2 separate regions of the Gossypium hirsutum genome follow, and region 1 is linked to region 2. A link is a contact called in public Hi-C data. All regions are on one chromosome and are shown on one strand. The core of a region is the stretch at or near the end of the contact, and the rest is flanking DNA. Distances in the headings are between cores, read along the strand shown. Region 1 holds the start of LOC107899420 (NDR1/HIN1-like protein 1). Region 2 holds the start of LOC107898424 (a long non-coding RNA gene).

What was found. Hi-C and Micro-C count contacts between places; a contact is called where the count stands out from the background.
Region 1: a contact with region 2 is called in a Hi-C map of leaf, with 4 times the contacts expected there. The contact joins the promoter of LOC107899420 here to the enhancer-like site in region 2. A contact is called at or near these places in 2 of 34 Hi-C or Micro-C datasets (both in leaf).

The regions. Positions count from the first base shown.
Region 1 is chrD04:33,171,202-33,176,117 of Gossypium_hirsutum_v2.1, reverse strand. It overlaps LOC107899420 (NDR1/HIN1-like protein 1), which reads right to left and starts at 3,550. Exons shown (of 1, transcript XM_016825131.2): 1 at 2,307-3,550. The coding sequence starts at 3,206. The coding sequence ends at 2,577.
Region 2 is chrD04:33,015,183-33,019,703 of Gossypium_hirsutum_v2.1, reverse strand. LOC107898424 (a long non-coding RNA gene) reads left to right here and starts at 4,285. Exons shown (of 2, transcript XR_001684397.1): 1 at 4,285-4,501. Within about 2 kb of position 1,348, at least 2 of the 9 cell types and tissues checked have an H3K27ac peak or open chromatin away from gene starts, as enhancers often do. A contact at or near this core is called in leaf, where this site is marked.

The DNA of each region.
Region 1 (4,916 bases), core at 2,301-4,800, 150 kb before region 2:
AGAGTCTCGTGTTTACTGGCTTGGCGGACTACCACATAAATTCATGTATCGTGATCTACCACTTCGATTCATACATCATCGATGGCTACACTATGGACATACATACAATCATATCATATCATGCCATGGACCTTAACCACATGATCCTCAAGATCGTTCAAGATAGAAGTGACAATAAATCACTCATGAAGAAAGCTAGAAGCTAGGCAAATTGTGTTTCCAAAGATAATCTTTCTTTCACAAATGATGGTTTAGAAATTTTAGTCTATTGTATAAATAACAAAAAAAAAAGATGATCTGGTTTTTTATTAATTGATAGGGATCATAGGCATTGTCATAGGAAGGGTCCATAAAATAATTTCTCATATTTAAGAGGCTTGTATTTTATAAATGATCAATCACACCTAAATGAAAGGGGTTAATATGCCATTTGATATTTGACTTTGGTTTTTGGTCAAATTGGTACCCGAATTTGACTTCTTTCAACTATTGTAGTAAAATTTGAAACAAATTTGAAATTGGATGACGTGGACCAACAAGATTGTTAGATATGGCACACATGACACACCATCAACTGAATGTGGTTGCAACCTTAGTAAACATTTAAAAAATAAAACTAAAAAAATTAAAAATATATTAAAAATTATTTCAATGTATAAAAAATTTAAAGACTATAAAAATGAAAAATCATTTAAAATAATAAGTTACAAAAATAAGAAAGTATATAAATTTTAAAAAAAATAATAATTAAAAAAATTAAAAATGCATATAAAGCATTTACATACAATAAAAAAGATAAAATTAATTGCAACATACAAAAAAAATAATCGATATTGATCATTATTGATCGACTTTGATCATCATTAATTGGTCTTGACCAATGATCGGGATTTAGTAACCAATCAATGACATGTGTGTCACATGCAATTTTTTCTGTTTTTTATTTTAATTTTTATAATTTTAGATTTTTTAAATTTATATATTTTTACAATTCATATATAAATTTTAAAAATTGAAAATACCCCTTAACTTAGATTTAATATGAGATTGGAATTTGGTGTTGAAGTGTAGAAAACGGTTGGAGAAAAGTCCAGGCAAGCCCAGTCTAATCTATGGAATAAGGGTTGGTCACTTCGTCGTTGCCTGGTCTAGCCGCCTAGGTGTCAAGAGTGAGTTGCTTTTTTTCTTAAAATATGGATGGGGAAACGCTATCTTCACTCCGCCCGTAATATTATTAATTTATTGGAATCGAATTTCTAATCACAAATTTGAAGGACAACCTATCAAAACTCGTGATTTGTTTTTATGTTTGTATAATATATATTATAAGTTCAAAGCCAAAAATCATATATATTATATACATCTTATACATGTAGATTATATTACAAACTATATATGTTAAAATTATACAAAAATTAAGTGGTGTTGCTTTGGATGGAATAGTTATGTTGAAGCTTTAGAAATTGAAGTTTCTTTAAGTTGAAATTTCAATAAAATAATATTTTATAAAAATAAAAATATTTTTATATTAATGTGTTATTCTATAAAAAAAATAAGATTTTAGTTATTTTTCAACTTAATATTTGTTTGATTGATTGGTGATAAGTATATATAATGTTAATTAAAAATTATTAATAGAAAATAAAACATGGTATGCATGTAGAAAAATGGAAGGACATATAAGAAATTCCCAAATGTGTAAGAGAAGTGCATGTGATGGATCTTAAATTCCTCTCTACCTGTATTTTATAATTATTTCAACTCACACATGGCTGGAGTGTTGATTCATAAAAAATGGGCAACATGCAAATAAAACCCCCCACCTCACTCTTAATACAAGAGAGTAATTGTGAAATAAAATGAAACAAGCAAGAAAAAGCATTGAAAATGTTGTTAAAATAGAATATTTATGACTTATTTAAGTAGTGCTACAGTATAGGCCTGAAGGGTGGGATTGGAAAAATGAATAAATTAAAGTTAGGATAAGGACTGATTTTGAGAGTAGACAAATTACAAAAGGTCCTTTTCTAACACGCAATTATAATTAGGTTGAGTGAAAAGGACCACTAATTCCATTTCCATGTGCCAAAACACCCTATCCTTCCCAATGTCCCAAACATGTTACCGACAGTGCTTTTACTAAATTATATATCTAAAAATTACAAGCGACACCCTAATTAAGGTAGAAAATATTCCTATTTCTTCTTAGGAAAAATAAAATTTAAAGATCCAATGTTTTGAAAAGAAGCCAATTTGTAGGTGAAGAAACAGACAGCACAACCTCCACTAATTGCGATTCTACAAGCTACGGAAAATTATTTCTTCTTGATGTCACTATTTCATTTTATTTAGATATGGAAAACAATTTCTCTTTAATTGTAGATTTTGCTTTAGCTTTCAATTTTCCATTTTTCATTTATTCTATAGCAAAATGTACAATTTCCTCCTCCCCTTATAAAGAAAATAAATAAAATATACTAACGGCGTGAAGTAAGAAACTGAGAGAGAGATTTAATATAGATTAAACGGCGTTAGTTGCCTGGTCTTCTTCTTTGTTGATATTGATGAGTGCTCTCTCACACACTGACGCTGCATCTGGTGACGAGCTGGTACTTAACAGCGTTTTCTCCGACAGAAACGCCGTTGTTTTTGCTCCCGAAAGTGATATAAGCCGGACACCTAACGTTGAGATGATACCTGCCTGAAACGAAAGTCCCAACTTTCCATCTCACCCGTCCATCAATCTTGATCACCATGAAGATCGTTCCGGCAGCTTGTTCGGACTTCAAAGCGACGGAGAAATCGGGAGCTATAGGGACCATGTTCCCGTAGATGAAAGGGGACCAAACATTGATCTCATTATGACCCTGGTATGTTGGAGGGAGAGCTGTCCTAAGGGTGGTTTGTTGGTTCCTGTAGGTGGCGTAGATGACGAGCCTGTCGTAGTAAATCCCGATTCTGTCATTGGGGTTTCGCGTGGATACGGTGACTTGGAAATTAGAAGTGAGGAAATTGGGAGTGGAGGCGTTGAAAGCATAGACGGTGGTGTCTTGGAGGATGAAGCGGGGTTTTGCGGGGCGGAGGATTGCCCATATGATAAGGATTGTGATGAGAACGATAAGGAGGAAGACTAGAAGGCAACCGAAGAGCCTTCGGATGCGCTGCCGCCGGCCTTTTCCATGGTTGCCGCAATCCTTGGCCGTCATGGTAGGCAGAAAGTGAAGGTCGGTGAAAGTTTGGTTCTAAGGGGAGAAAAAGGGAGTTCAACCTATCTATCTGCTTTTTTTGTATAATGAAATGAACGTGCTGCGGTGTTGAGGTTAGTGTAATTGATATTTATATAAAACAAAATTTTTAGTGGATGTGTAATGGATCAATAATTGAATTTATATTAAAGCACTACCTCTCAGTGTAGAGTACTCAAGGGTGTGCTAAGGTAAAAGTGTTCCTTTTTTTTATACATACATACATATAATAACGGTATATGCTTACATAATATGTATTCGCATTATTCATTTTTATAATGAATTAATAATAAATCTGATATTTTTAGAGGGCAAATGACCAAAAAAAACCCTTTTTTTTTCAAAAATTACCAAAATGAGCTAATTATCTAATTATTTATCGGAATGGTCTATTTTCCGCGAAATCGTATCCACGTCAGTGCGATGTTAGGGTACGCGCCAGGAAATCACGTCCACGTCAGCGCGATTTGCTGACGTGGACACAAATCGCGCCCTCTAGGACGCGATTTGCTGACGTGGCATCAGGTTATGTTTTTTAGCTTGGAAAACTTTGAAAGGCCATAACTTTTCGCTCGATTGTCCGATTGAGACGATTTTTTTTATTTCGAATAACTTTTCGAGATCTACGCGCTAACAAACAGCCAAAGGCGGTTTGCCACAGTTTTCATCGAAAAAGATCCTTTTTTGCCCCTAAATTTTGATTTTTTGGGTTTAAAATTGAATTTTGAAACATTCAAATCATTATTTTCCTTATTTATTTGGAGTAAACACCGGATTTTTTTACAGAATTGTTGTATTATTTTTTCTGATTTGACACGTGTATGGAATAGGTTCGATAAATTGTTAGAACGTAGGTAATATAATTAAGATAATAACAGTATTTTAATAATATGTCAATTAATTAGTTTAGTTTAGTTGGTTAATAGCATGCTCATTTCCCTTAGTACCTTGGTTCAAATCTTGTTGGTAACATTTTTTTTTGAATCAATTAACTCTTCTATATTAGATCAATAGCAACAAGTACAAAAAAAATTCAAAATTGTTTCCAACAAGATTTGAACCAAGGTACTAAAGGAAAAGAGCAAGCATATTAACCAACTAAACTAAACTAATTAATTGACATATTATTAAAATACTGTTATTATCTTAATTATATTACCTACGTTTTAACAATTTATCGGACCTATTCCATAAACGTGTCAAATCAGAAAAAATAATACAACAATTCTGTAAAAAAAATCCGATGTTTACTCCAAATAAATAAGGAAAATAATTATTTGAATGTTTCAAAATTCAATTTTAAACCGAAAAAATCAAAATTTAGGGGCAAAAAATGATCTTTTTCGATGAAAAGTGCGGCAAACCGCCTTCGGCTGTTTGTCAGCGTGTAGATCTCGAAAAGTTATTCAAAATAAAAAAAATCGTCTCAATGAGACAACCGAGCAAAAAGTTATGGCCTTTCAAAGTTTTCCAAGCTAAAAAACATAAACTGATGCCACGTTAACAAATCGCGTCCTAGAGGGCGCGATTTGTGTCCACGTCAGCTAATCGCGCTGACGTGGACGCGATTTCCTGGCGCGTACCCTGACATCGCGCTGACGTGGACGCGATTTCGCGAAAAATGGACCATTCCGATAAATAATTAGATAATTGGCCCATTTCAGTAATTTT
Region 2 (4,521 bases), core at 99-2,598:
TAGGGTCGCCGATTATTAAATTTTTCCGCTGCGCCGTAGGGGTGCCGGCGATCCAACACCCTGAGTATCAGGTCGTTACACAAACTTTACTAGGAGCTAAGCAAAGAGTAGCCGCTGTGCATATGTATAGAGGGGCACCCGTAGAGGCCTTGCTTCAGGGTTTAAGTTGCCTATATATGTTATTGAACCACTATCCAAGTTTGTAAACATCCGTTAGACTTAAAGTCTTAGAGATTCATTGCCAGTTAATAAGAGTTGAAATTTCAGTTAGATTTTCAAATTTAAGTCATTAAAGTATGTACCTAAATTAGAATTAGAAAAAATTATTAGGTAAATCTAGTTAATGCAGCATCCGATACCTAGACTTGACAGTTTGGTTAGGTAAAGGGTGTTACAACTTAGTGGTAAAATTTACCATTAACTTTGTAAAATATAGAAATCATAAAAAAATTATAAAAATTATAAATTTTCATAAAAATCATAAAAAATTATAAAATGCATAAAAAATTACCTTTAACCATTAACTTTCAACGTTGACCATTAAAGTTAATGACTCCCAATTTTTTTTTAGTTAAAGCCATCACTTGTCGCAACACAACGTGACATGTGACAAAAAATAATAAAAGTAAAAATCAATAAAAGTTATAGAAAATTATAAAATGTTTCTTCTGGTACAATAATTTTTATAATTTTTTTTACGAATTTTATATTTCTTTATATTTTTATAATTTTATTACGACTTTATAATATTTTATAATATTTTTCTTATTTTTTCTAATTTTTAATATTTTTATATTTTCTATTAAAATTTAATAATTTTTATAACTTTTATTGATTTATAATTTTTTGTCACATGTCACGCTGTAGTTGTGACACGTAGTGGCTTTAACTAAAAAAAAATTAGGGGTGGTTAACTTTAACAATCAACTGTAAAGTTAACGGTCAAAGGAACTTTTTGATGCATTTTGACAGTTCAAATACTCAATTGAGTGCAAAAAAAAAATAGGGGCTTAATTGCTTTTTTTTTAAAGTTTGAGGGTATTTTTTATGCATTTTAAAAGTTTAAGTACCTAATTGAGTGAACAAGAAAATAAGGGCTTAATTGCTTTTTCTGAAAAAATTGAGAGCTTTTTATACCTTAAACCTTTTTTAATTAAATAAAGAATTTATTTTTAATTAATAAAATCTTTCTTCTTGATTTTATTTTCTCCAATCCCATATTTTGTTGCCGGCGCCAAAAGTCATCATCGTCGGTTTTTTCTTGGGCCAGTTTGACGGTGGTAGTGGCTATCATGCTTAAATGGTAGAATGCAAGTGGCCCATCCGAAGCCTATCATGTTTGAAGGCCATTCTTTCAGCATCAAAAAGTCACCAAAATGGGCATTTTCTTTTGGGGATCCCTTTTGAGTTCTCTTCCAACGTGTATCTACATTTCCCTTAACCCTCTTTTAAAACCCTACCTCTCCAAGTTGCTCTCTATTGCCTCTCTTTTCAAAATTTAAGCCCATTTTCCTCATCAGTGGTTTCCTTTATTTTTATTCCATTTCTCTATTATTTGTTTGTTTAGTAGTTAAATCTCATTTGGTTAAAGAAATTTTACACCATTTCGTACCTTCCTTGGTTCAAGAAAACAATTTTTGGCTACCAAAAGACAAGTGGTATGATATAGGTTGAAATTGTAAAAGTTAATAGAGCTAGTCAAGTACTTAAAATAGATATAAATTTGATTTACAATTTTCAATATTCGGTACCAATTAGATCTAAAAGAAATTAGATATAAAGTAAATATAATTTTTCAAGTTTAAGTTGTTGCGTTTTATAAAAATATAAAATTACATTTTGAGAAGTAGTCCATTAACATTATGGATATTATTTATTAAATCTAAAAATAATGAATTAATAATCATTTGAGATAAACCAATAATAAAAAATATATTTACCTAATATATTATTTTTAATATATTAGTTAGAAAAGTTAAAAGAAGAATTAGATGCAAACCTACAGATTTATAAAAACAAAAAAGAGTGCAAAATTTTGCAAAGGAAAAAAAATTAATATTAGTCAAACCATGAAAAATATATATTACACTAGTAAAATGTAGTATGTAACATTCTTGTTCAATTTCGATAATATGGAAATAAAATTGTACGGGTCTTATTTTAACAATTTTGCATTAATAAAATGTAATATGTAACAAGTTTACAACTTCCCAAATTGTATAAAACCATTAATGCACCTAGGGGCTCAATTGAACAAATGTAAGGATATAATTGCACAAATTAAAACATGCTTGAGGGATTAAAGCAATTAAATTGAAACCTAAAATTAGGTATTAAATTAGAAAACAATTAAAAAATTGAGGGGCCTTAAACAAAATTATATCCTTTTGTTTTTTTGGCTGCCACATTCATTTCACGATGGAAGCCCTTTTAATTTTTTTTTCCTTCAAAACAATCGCAAATAAATAATTAAAATACAATAATCAATCAAAATAAAATTATCTAAAAGACATAGCCAATCGTCTAAATTAAAACTTTTTAAAAATAAACTTGGTGGGTGTCCTGTACGAATATATCCAATTCAACATGTTTTGGTTGAGGATGGTGGGGACTGGGGAGGGCAATCTCAATATCAATCCTGAAATAATTATATTTTAAAAAATGAAGTGGGGTGTATTTTTAAAGAGATATTTTGCCAGTGATACATATGAAAATAAAAGGACATTAACAATTAAGTCTTTATTTTTAAAAAATAAAAATAAAACTTATGACAAGATATGAAACAATAGACATCCCCTTATTGGATGTCTTATAATACGGAGATCCATGGTACTGGTAATAAACAGAAATTGGATTTGAGGTTTTGAAATTTGGTGAATAATTTGCTGTGTACCATTTTTTTTTTTTTGAACTTGGATGTTTATATTGTTTAGTTCAACATTTATAATTAAGGTAAGTGGCATAAATTTACAATAAATGTTGAAAACATAGTTATGGGTAAGTAATGAAAATATAAAAAAGAAAAAAAAAGATTTTCTTTATTAGAGATAGGAAGTAAATAATATCTTATTTGAATTTAACTATGTTGAATAGTAGAAGGAAAGCTAATATAGAGAGAGATTCATTTAACGTTATACTATTTGAAAAAATTACGACAATACTTTTCTATATTTAAAATAGGTTATACTATTTGAGGGTATTTTAATCTTTTTATTTTAACAAAAACAAATACGCTTATGATGAGATTTGAACTCCCATAATTTGGACTAATAAAATTCTAAATTTACCACCCAACTATAACTTCATTTTAATCATTTTTATACATTTTAATCATTTTTATACATTTTTTTAATATGCATAATTTATTATCACCATCGGTTGTATATCTATACTATTTATTAAGTGTTTTATCAAGTTGGTGCCAACCTCAACCAAATTATCAATTCGGTTAGAAAAATTATAGAAATGTCATTTTGTAATTAAAATAAGTTATACAATTCGTGAGTATTTCTATAATTATAGAAATATCAAGTTGGTGTCACAAGTCAACTCAATACTAACTCACAAATGATAATAAAACCATGATAAATAATTGTAGTGCATCTAGTCTTGTTTATATTATCTATTTATATGTTTAAATTTAGTTTTCCTCATAATTTAATCTGTTTTTTAAAATTAATATCACACCTATTTAATGCGTTAATATAATTAATTAATTTCAAATCATATTTTTTATTTTTATCATATCTTAACACACATCTATGTTCTAAATCTGTGGTTTCTACATACATAATAGAATTTCTAGTATTATAGTTGTGAGTGCATTAATTTATAATAGTGAAACTTTTAAAAATATATTTTAAACTTATTTAATTTAGTTATATCTTATTTTTGAGATAGATTAAATTATTTGATTTAAAATATATTAATTATCATTATTTAAAATATTTTAATAATAAATAAATTGATGAAAATAGTTTTAACTACAAAATAACATATTTTTAGAGAGAAAGAAAAGGACGATCCCCAAAAACGTCTCCTCTGTTTTAACTAATTTATTTTTTTATAATTTTATATAAAATTAAGGGTAAATTGACAAAAAAGTATAAAAGGTGAAGAGTAAAATTATTATTAAAAAAATGTCACTGTTATGGTTGGGTGATTTTTGTTTTTTTAAATAAATTAGTAATCAAATTGTAATTTTTAATTAATTAAAATGGAAATTTACTAAGTCACTAAAAGTTCAGTTTATACTTATTTAATTTACAGCTCACACTCGCTGACTTTCTTTTCCTCTATTTTCTCTTGCCTTCCTACTCCTGCTAGAGTTTGGCCAAAATTCTAGGGTTAGTCTCTCTAGGCCTTTCTCTTTCTATAATATTTGATATTTTTTATTTTGATTTTGCAGTTTATTTGAAGCTAGAAATTGTTAAAACTTAAGATGCTCGAATTAATCGCCAATGGACGCTTTCGCCATTTATCTTCTCCCGTACCACCGAAGGTGAGTTGCTCTGATTTCAT